Linked DNA regions of Bos taurus: region 2 is linked to region 1. The links are chromatin contacts, called in public Hi-C maps. All regions are on one chromosome and are shown on one strand. The core of a region is the stretch at or near the end of the contact, and the rest is flanking DNA. Distances in the headings are between cores, read along the strand shown. Region 1 overlaps SEPTIN9 (septin 9). Region 2 overlaps SEPTIN9 (septin 9).

Region 1 (3,356 bases), core at 247-2,746:
TGAGAGTTGGACTATAAAGAAAGCTGAGCGCTGAAGAATTGATGCTTTTGAACCGTGGTGTTAGAGAAGACTCTTGAGAGTCTCTTGGACTGCAAGGAGAGCCATCCTAAAGGAAATCAGTCCTGAATATTCATTGGAAGGACCGACGCTGAAGCTGAAACTCCCGTACGTTAGCCACCCAAAGCGATGAACTGACTCATTGGAAAAGACCCTAATGCTAGGAAAGATTGAAGGCAGGAGGAGAAGGGGACGACAGAGGATGAAATGGTTGGATGGCATCACCGACTCAATGGACATGAGTTTGAGTAAACTCTGGGAGTTGGTGATGGTCAGGGAAGCCTGGCGTGCTGCAGTCCATGGGGTCTCAAGGAGTCGGACACAACTGGGCAACTGAACTGACTGACTGCCAGCCGGCAGGGGGGCCAGGGTGGTAAAAGGCCGAGTGCCCCACCCTCCAACTCAGGCTTCCCAGGTGGCACTAGTGGTAAAGAACCCGCCTGCCAATGCAGGAGACATAAGAGATGTGGGTTTGATCCTTGGAATCAAGAGCATGGCAGCCCACTCCAGTATTCTTGCCTGGAGAATCCCATGGACAGAGGAGCCCGGCAGGCTGCAGCCCATAGGGTCACACAGGGTCGGACACAACTGAGGTCACTGAGCGTGCACGCACACCCCCTACCCCCATGCCGAGCCTCCAGTGCTCTGATTGGCCTTTCCTTGCTTTGTGCCTGGGCTCTGTCCTCCTTCCTCTCCCATCCCCTATCCTGCAGGGCTGCGCCCACAGTAGAATCCTCTGCTGGCTGGCTCTCACGCAGCCTTTCCATCTAACGTGGAGAAACACTGAGAGTTCAGGGAAGGATGGGGCTCTGAACCTGAAATGACTGACCACTGCATCCCAGGTTGGGCAAGTTATTCTGGCCTCTCTGAGCCTCCATTTCCTCATCTGTAAAATGGGCATAATAATGCCTCCCACCTCTCAGGGGTGGAAGAGGATGAAATGAGTTAACTGTGTGCTTTATCACATCCACCCTCCTCTGAAAACACTCGGGCAGCTTCCAAGGATGAGTAAAGTACCTCAGGACGGTGGTGCGCAACCCAGGAGGAGGAAGAGGGAACTGGGCCTGGAGAGGGTGGGGATGAGGAGAGGCACAGAGCAGCCTGCTCTCCGGTCAGCTCTCAATTCACAAGGTCCCAGAGATTAAAAAAAAAAAAAAAAAGTCACCAATGTCTTGGGGAAGTTCAACTACTCTAATGGCAGAAACTCCTTCTGGGACCTCACGAAGGCTGCTGGGAAGTCAGAGCTACCCCCCGCCACCATCTTTAAAGGTTCCGTGGGGCTGTTTCTCATCACCACCCTCAACGTGGGCTGGCAGCACCACAGCAAGGCACAGATCATTCAAAGCGCAGGCAGGATCCAGGCCAGAGCAGGGGAGCGCGGACACAGAAAACCAACCTCCCTAATTTCCCAACAATTTCCTTTACCGGATGCCGGCAGGGCCCAAGTTGGCCACCAGAGGGCAGCAGAGGCTATCAGAAGCGGAGCTGCCCTTCCCTGCCCCTCCCCAATGGCCTTTTCTTTTTCGTTTTCCTTTTTTCAAATGTACTCGGGCTGCGCCACGTGGCGTGTGGTATCTTGGTTCTTGACCAGAGATCAAATCTGTGCCCCCTGCAGTGGAAGTGTGGAGTCTTAACTACTGGCCTGCCAGGGAAGTCCCCCCACTGGCCCCTTATCCCAAATCCTCCAACACACTTTACAAAAAGGTTTCTAAACAGCAAGATTTCAGGAAGAAGAGAAATGGAAGAGGAGGGGCCAAAACGGGATGAGCCCAGGATGCAGCCTAATTGAGACATCTAGGCGGGACAGGGAGGTGAGGGAATTTAACAATAATCCAGGTAAAATGAGCCTGGGAGTGCTCTATTAGATCAGTTTTCATTATATCATTTACTGCTAATACAATGAAAGTATATGAAAAATTAAAGTATCTGCTGTCCTGAAAGCTCCGATGGTCTTTGAGACATTCTCTGATTTCACTAAACTCTTGGCACAAGGTGCTCACTTTATGGACGGCAAAAACGGGACCCAAGGGATGATGGGACATGCCCAACGTCACAGGGACGTGCCCAAGGTCATGAGCTGGGTGTGGGATGGGGTGGTAGCAGCGGGAGTTGAAAGCAACTGCTGAATTTTCTGCTTCTTTCTCTATGCTAGGCCTTTCAGCCAAGTGAACAAGGAGCAAAGTGGTCCATTTTAATCTGCTCTAGAGAGAGAAGGACAGAACAGAGAGAGGGGGAAGGACACGCCCAGGTCCACCCCGCCTAGGGTTGTGGCCACCTGCGGTGGGTTGGATGGTGTCCCCCAGACGTCCAGCTCCCAACCCTGGGCATCAGTGAACGGGACCCTATTTGGAAAAAGAGTCTGTGAAGGTGTAATTAAAGCAAGGATTTCAGGGACTTCCCCAGTGGTCCAGTGGTTAAGAATCCACCTTCTGATGCAGGGATGCAGGTTTGATCCCTGTTTGGGGAACTGAGGTCCCACATGCCAGGGGCCCCCTGAGCGCCACAACTAGACCTGATGCAGCAATAAATAAATAGATCTACCTCAAGAGGGGATCATCCTGGATTTAGGGGGGCCCTAAGGTCAGTGACAAGTGTTCTTAGAAGAAGAAAGACACAGGAGCACAGAGGAAGGCAGAGCAGAGACCACAGGGCTGAACCTACATGCCAAGGTCAGCCCGCAGCCACTAGAAAGCGGGCAGGGAACAGAGCCTCCCTCGAGGCCTCCAGAACACTGAGGATGAACTTCTGTTTTAAGCCACCCAGTCTGTGCTGGTCTGTTGCAGAAGCCCCAGGACATGAAGACGTGGGGGTCCTGGAACTCCGAGGGGGCAGGGAGTGGGGAGGGCATCTGGTTCTCAGCTGGACAGAGCTCCAACCCAGCCCTTTCCCCAGGCCCAGAGAGGCAGGGTGACTTGTCCAGGGTCACACAGCATGCCTGGAAAACCCCAGCACCAGGACCCTGGCAGAGCCCGTCATACCTCCTTCCTGCCTGGATGTGGGGGACTGGGACGGAGGCACGGCTCAGTCAGCTAACGGCTGTGGGCCCGGACAAGACACCTAGCCCCTCATTTCCTGCACCAAGCAGGAACCACGGGAGCCCTTCCTGTGGCCGAATGGGCAACAGACGAGGTCCCAAGAGCACCCGGTCAGGCCCGGGTGCACAGCTCCCGGGTAGCAGAGGCAGCTTTCCTCCTGGCCTGACTGGAGGCCCCGGCGTCAGCTCAACCATTACCTTCGATGGTGCCCCACTTGGTTTTCCTTCCAAGGATCCTCTTCCCGTTCACCTGGTACTCGTGGTC
Region 2 (3,356 bases), core at 593-3,092, 120 kb after region 1:
GGCTTTGAGTCTCCACAAGAGGGTCTAAAGGACAGGGAGACTGGACTAGAGGCCAGGCCAGGTGCGGTCCCTGCAATGATGCTTGGGAGAAGCTGCGGAGGGGGCGGATCATGGAGGGTGCTCACAGTATCCATGCAGCGGAGGGTTAACAGAGCCAGAGGCAGCATCAGTTCAGTTCAGTTGCTCAGTCGTGTCTGACTCTTTGCAACTCCATGGACTGCAGCACGCCAGGCTTCCCTGTCCATCACCAACTCTCAGAGTTTACTCAAACTCATGTCCACGGAGTCGGTGATGCCATCCAACCATCTCATCCTCTGTCAGCCCCTTCTCCTCCTGCCTTCAATCCTTCCCAGCATCAGGGTCTTCTCCAGTGAGTCAGTTCTTCACATCAGGTGGCCAAAATATTGGAGTTTCAGCTTCAACATCAGTCCTTCCAATGAATATTCAGGACTGATTTCATTGAGGACTGACTGGTTTGATCTTCTTGCAGTCCAAGGGACTCTCAAGAGTCTTCTCCAACACCACAATTCAAAATCATCAATTCTTCGGGGCTCAGATTTCTTCATAGTCCAACTCTCACATCCATACATGACTAATGGAAAAACCACAGCTTTGACTAGACCTTTGTTGGCAAAGTAATGTCTCTGCTTTTTAACATGCTGTCCAGGTTGGTCATAGCTTTTCTTCCAAGGAGCAAGCGTCTTTTCATTTCATGGCTGCAGTCACCACCTGCAGTGATTTTGAAGCCCCAAAAAATAAAGTTTCTCACTGTTTCCATTGTTTCCCCATCTATTTGCCATGAAGTGATGGGATGCCATGATCTTGGTTTTTTGAATGTTGAGTTTTAAGCCAATTTTTTCACTCTCCTCTTTCACTTTTATCAAGAGGCTCTTCAGTTCCTCTTCACTTTCCGCCACAGGGGTGGTGTCATCTGCATATCTGAGGTTATTAATATTTCTCTGCTGCTGCTAAGTCGCTTCAGTTGTGTCCGACTCTGTGCGACCCCATAGACAGCAGCCCACCAGGCTCCCCTGTCCCTGGGCTTCTCCAGGCAAGAATACTGGAGTGGGTTGCCATTTCCTTCTCCAATGAATGAAAGCAAAAAGTGAAAGTGAAGTCGCTCAGTCCTGTCCGACTCTGAGCGACCCCATGGACTGCAGCCTACCGGGCTCCTCCATCCATGGGATTTTCCAGGCAAGAGTACTGGAGTGGGGTGCCATCTCTAGGCAATCTTAATTCCAGCTTGTGCTTCATCCAGCCCGCATTTTGCATGATATACTCTGCATAGAAGTTAAATAAGCAGGGTGACAAGAGGCAGCATAGCTTCCCCCAAACGAAGCTGGGCGGGCAGCCTGCACCCAGTCCTGGGGGATGGGAGTCCTTGTTGGCAGCAGTACCTCTGGGTCTGGGAAGACCCTCCCAGCAAGCAGCGAGGACCACACCGTGCATTATTCAAAGATTCAGATGCTGGTTTTCTCCTGAGCATGGAAACTCCAAACCTCAACACGTGCTTCTAAAGCCTCCATGGATTTTGCACAGATCCCATCACGTCCCTTGCTGTGAAGTCTTTTCAATGCTGCGGCCACCATGGGTGGGATGTAGGTCTCCACCCACCAGGCAGGAGCATGGGATGGGCACGTGACCCCGGAGCCACTGTCAGGCTCTCTACAAACAGCTGTGCGACACACACGAACGGGCACAGCAGCCGGGACACAAGACAAGACCGCTCAGTGGCCAGCGCCGCAGAGCGGAATCCTGGCAGCCATCTACGGGGCTGGGGGGAAGGCGGGGGGTGTGCGTTTGCACAAGCTCTTCGCACACGTGTGGCTGACAATCACCCCCACACCCAGGCCCGGGAATCTGGCCCAGAGCCTGCCGGCAACAGGGTGCTGGTAATCCCCAGCTGCTTCCCTGACGCCACTCAGAGATGCTGTCCAAGGCGGAAAGGAGAGAGTGACTGTTTTCAAGGTCACACACCCAAAGGGGGACATGGAACCAGAGGACAGAGACAGGCGTTTGGGCCAAAGCCATCAGCTCTCCGTCATGTGGGTCAACGGGCAAGCACAGACCCATTCGTTCAGCACTTTTATTGAGCAACTACCAAGGGCCCAGCAGCTTAGAGCATCCGGGTAACCCAGCTCCTGGGAAACATCTTGATCCTTTCCTGGGCCTGATGTCCTAGGAAGAACTGGGCTTTGGGTATCACACGGACCTAAAAGGAACTCTTGGCTCGGCTAAACTGCTGGAGGAGTCCGCACAACTTACTCAACCTCTCTGAGCCTGTTTCCTTGTAACATGGTACCTGTGCCTGCTGCACCCTGTCTCAGCAAGATGATGCCGCAGGCACCCAGCACTGGCCTGAGTCCCAGGACTCGTTGAAGAAAGTGTGGCAAACAGGCGGCAGGCCTTGCACTGCGCTCTGCTCCCTGTGGGAAATACTCAAGTGATGATCCATCCGGGCTCATCTGAAGGCACAGGGAGGTCGCAGCAGGAGGCAGGCCAGGCCCCTCCAGCTGCTTCTCCTGAAGTTTGCCCAGAGAGGGGAAATTAACACCTCAAGCGCCTTTTCCTCCCCGGACAGCTGCCTGGATCCCTGAGCAAGCCCGCTGGCCAGGCGGCCGGCTCCACGATGGCAGGAGGGGCTTGTGAGGGTGGGTTTGAACTTGACCAGTGACCTCCAGGGAGGAGGGGCTCATTCGGCCCTCCCCTCCAGCTGGGAAGGAGGGTCCAGGCTGGGCTGGGACACTGGAGAAATCCACTTCCTGGGAGCGGGGCCACACTGGAGGGACCAGGCTACAAGGAGGTCCCTCAGTGCCTGAAGCAAGATGGGGCCAAAGGGTCTCCCTGACAGGGGCCCTGGCTGGTGGGACACTGCTTCACATCCGAGAAGAAAGAGCAACAAGGGGAGAGCGTGGGAGTGCGTGTGTATGAACGGGGTGAGGCTGTGGGTAAAGGAGACAGGAGGAAGTCCCTGACCCTTCTATGCCTCTGTTTCCCCATCTAAAAGTGGGACAACACTACCTACCTTTCAAGAGCTGTTACAGCACAAAAATCATTAATATTTATTACAGGCTTAAAACAGGGCCTGGCACAAAACCACTACTCTAGATTTGCTAAATAAGTAAAAATAAGACACATGTGGGACTTCCCTGGTGGTGCATTGGTTAAGGCTCCACGCTTCCACTGCAGAGCACACGGGTTCGAGTGGGACACCAGTTCAATCCCTGGTTGGGGGACTAAGATCCTGCATGCCGAGAGGCATGGCCAAAAAAAACAAAGGCACGCTATCATGTGCTTAACAACAGAGCTTGCATATCGTGGCATTGATAGCTAGTGGTCTTGAATCCTCCCATTAG

Evidence for each region. Hi-C and Micro-C count contacts between places; a contact is called where the count stands out from the background.
Region 2: a Hi-C map of skeletal muscle shows a contact between it and region 1, with 4 times the contacts expected there. The contact joins two enhancer-like sites. A contact is called at or near these places in 2 of 11 Hi-C or Micro-C datasets (skeletal muscle and an unstated tissue).

The regions. Positions count from the first base shown.
Region 1 is chr19:54,501,080-54,504,435 of ARS-UCD2.0, forward strand. SEPTIN9 (septin 9) reads right to left here. Exons shown (of 11, transcript XM_010816599.4): 9 at 3,290-3,356. Among named protein-coding and RNA genes, the nearest start is that of TRNAE-CUC, 170 kb to the left of the region's middle. Within about 2 kb of position 1,497, at least 13 of the 102 cell types and tissues checked have an H3K27ac peak or open chromatin away from gene starts, as enhancers often do. A contact at or near this core is called in skeletal muscle, where this site is marked.
Region 2 is chr19:54,619,884-54,623,239 of ARS-UCD2.0, forward strand. The region is part of intron 1 of SEPTIN9 (septin 9); the gene reads right to left. Among named protein-coding and RNA genes, the nearest start is that of SEPTIN9, 55 kb to the right of the region's middle. Within about 2 kb of position 1,843, at least 3 of the 102 cell types and tissues checked have an H3K27ac peak or open chromatin away from gene starts, as enhancers often do. A contact at or near this core is called in skeletal muscle, where this site is marked.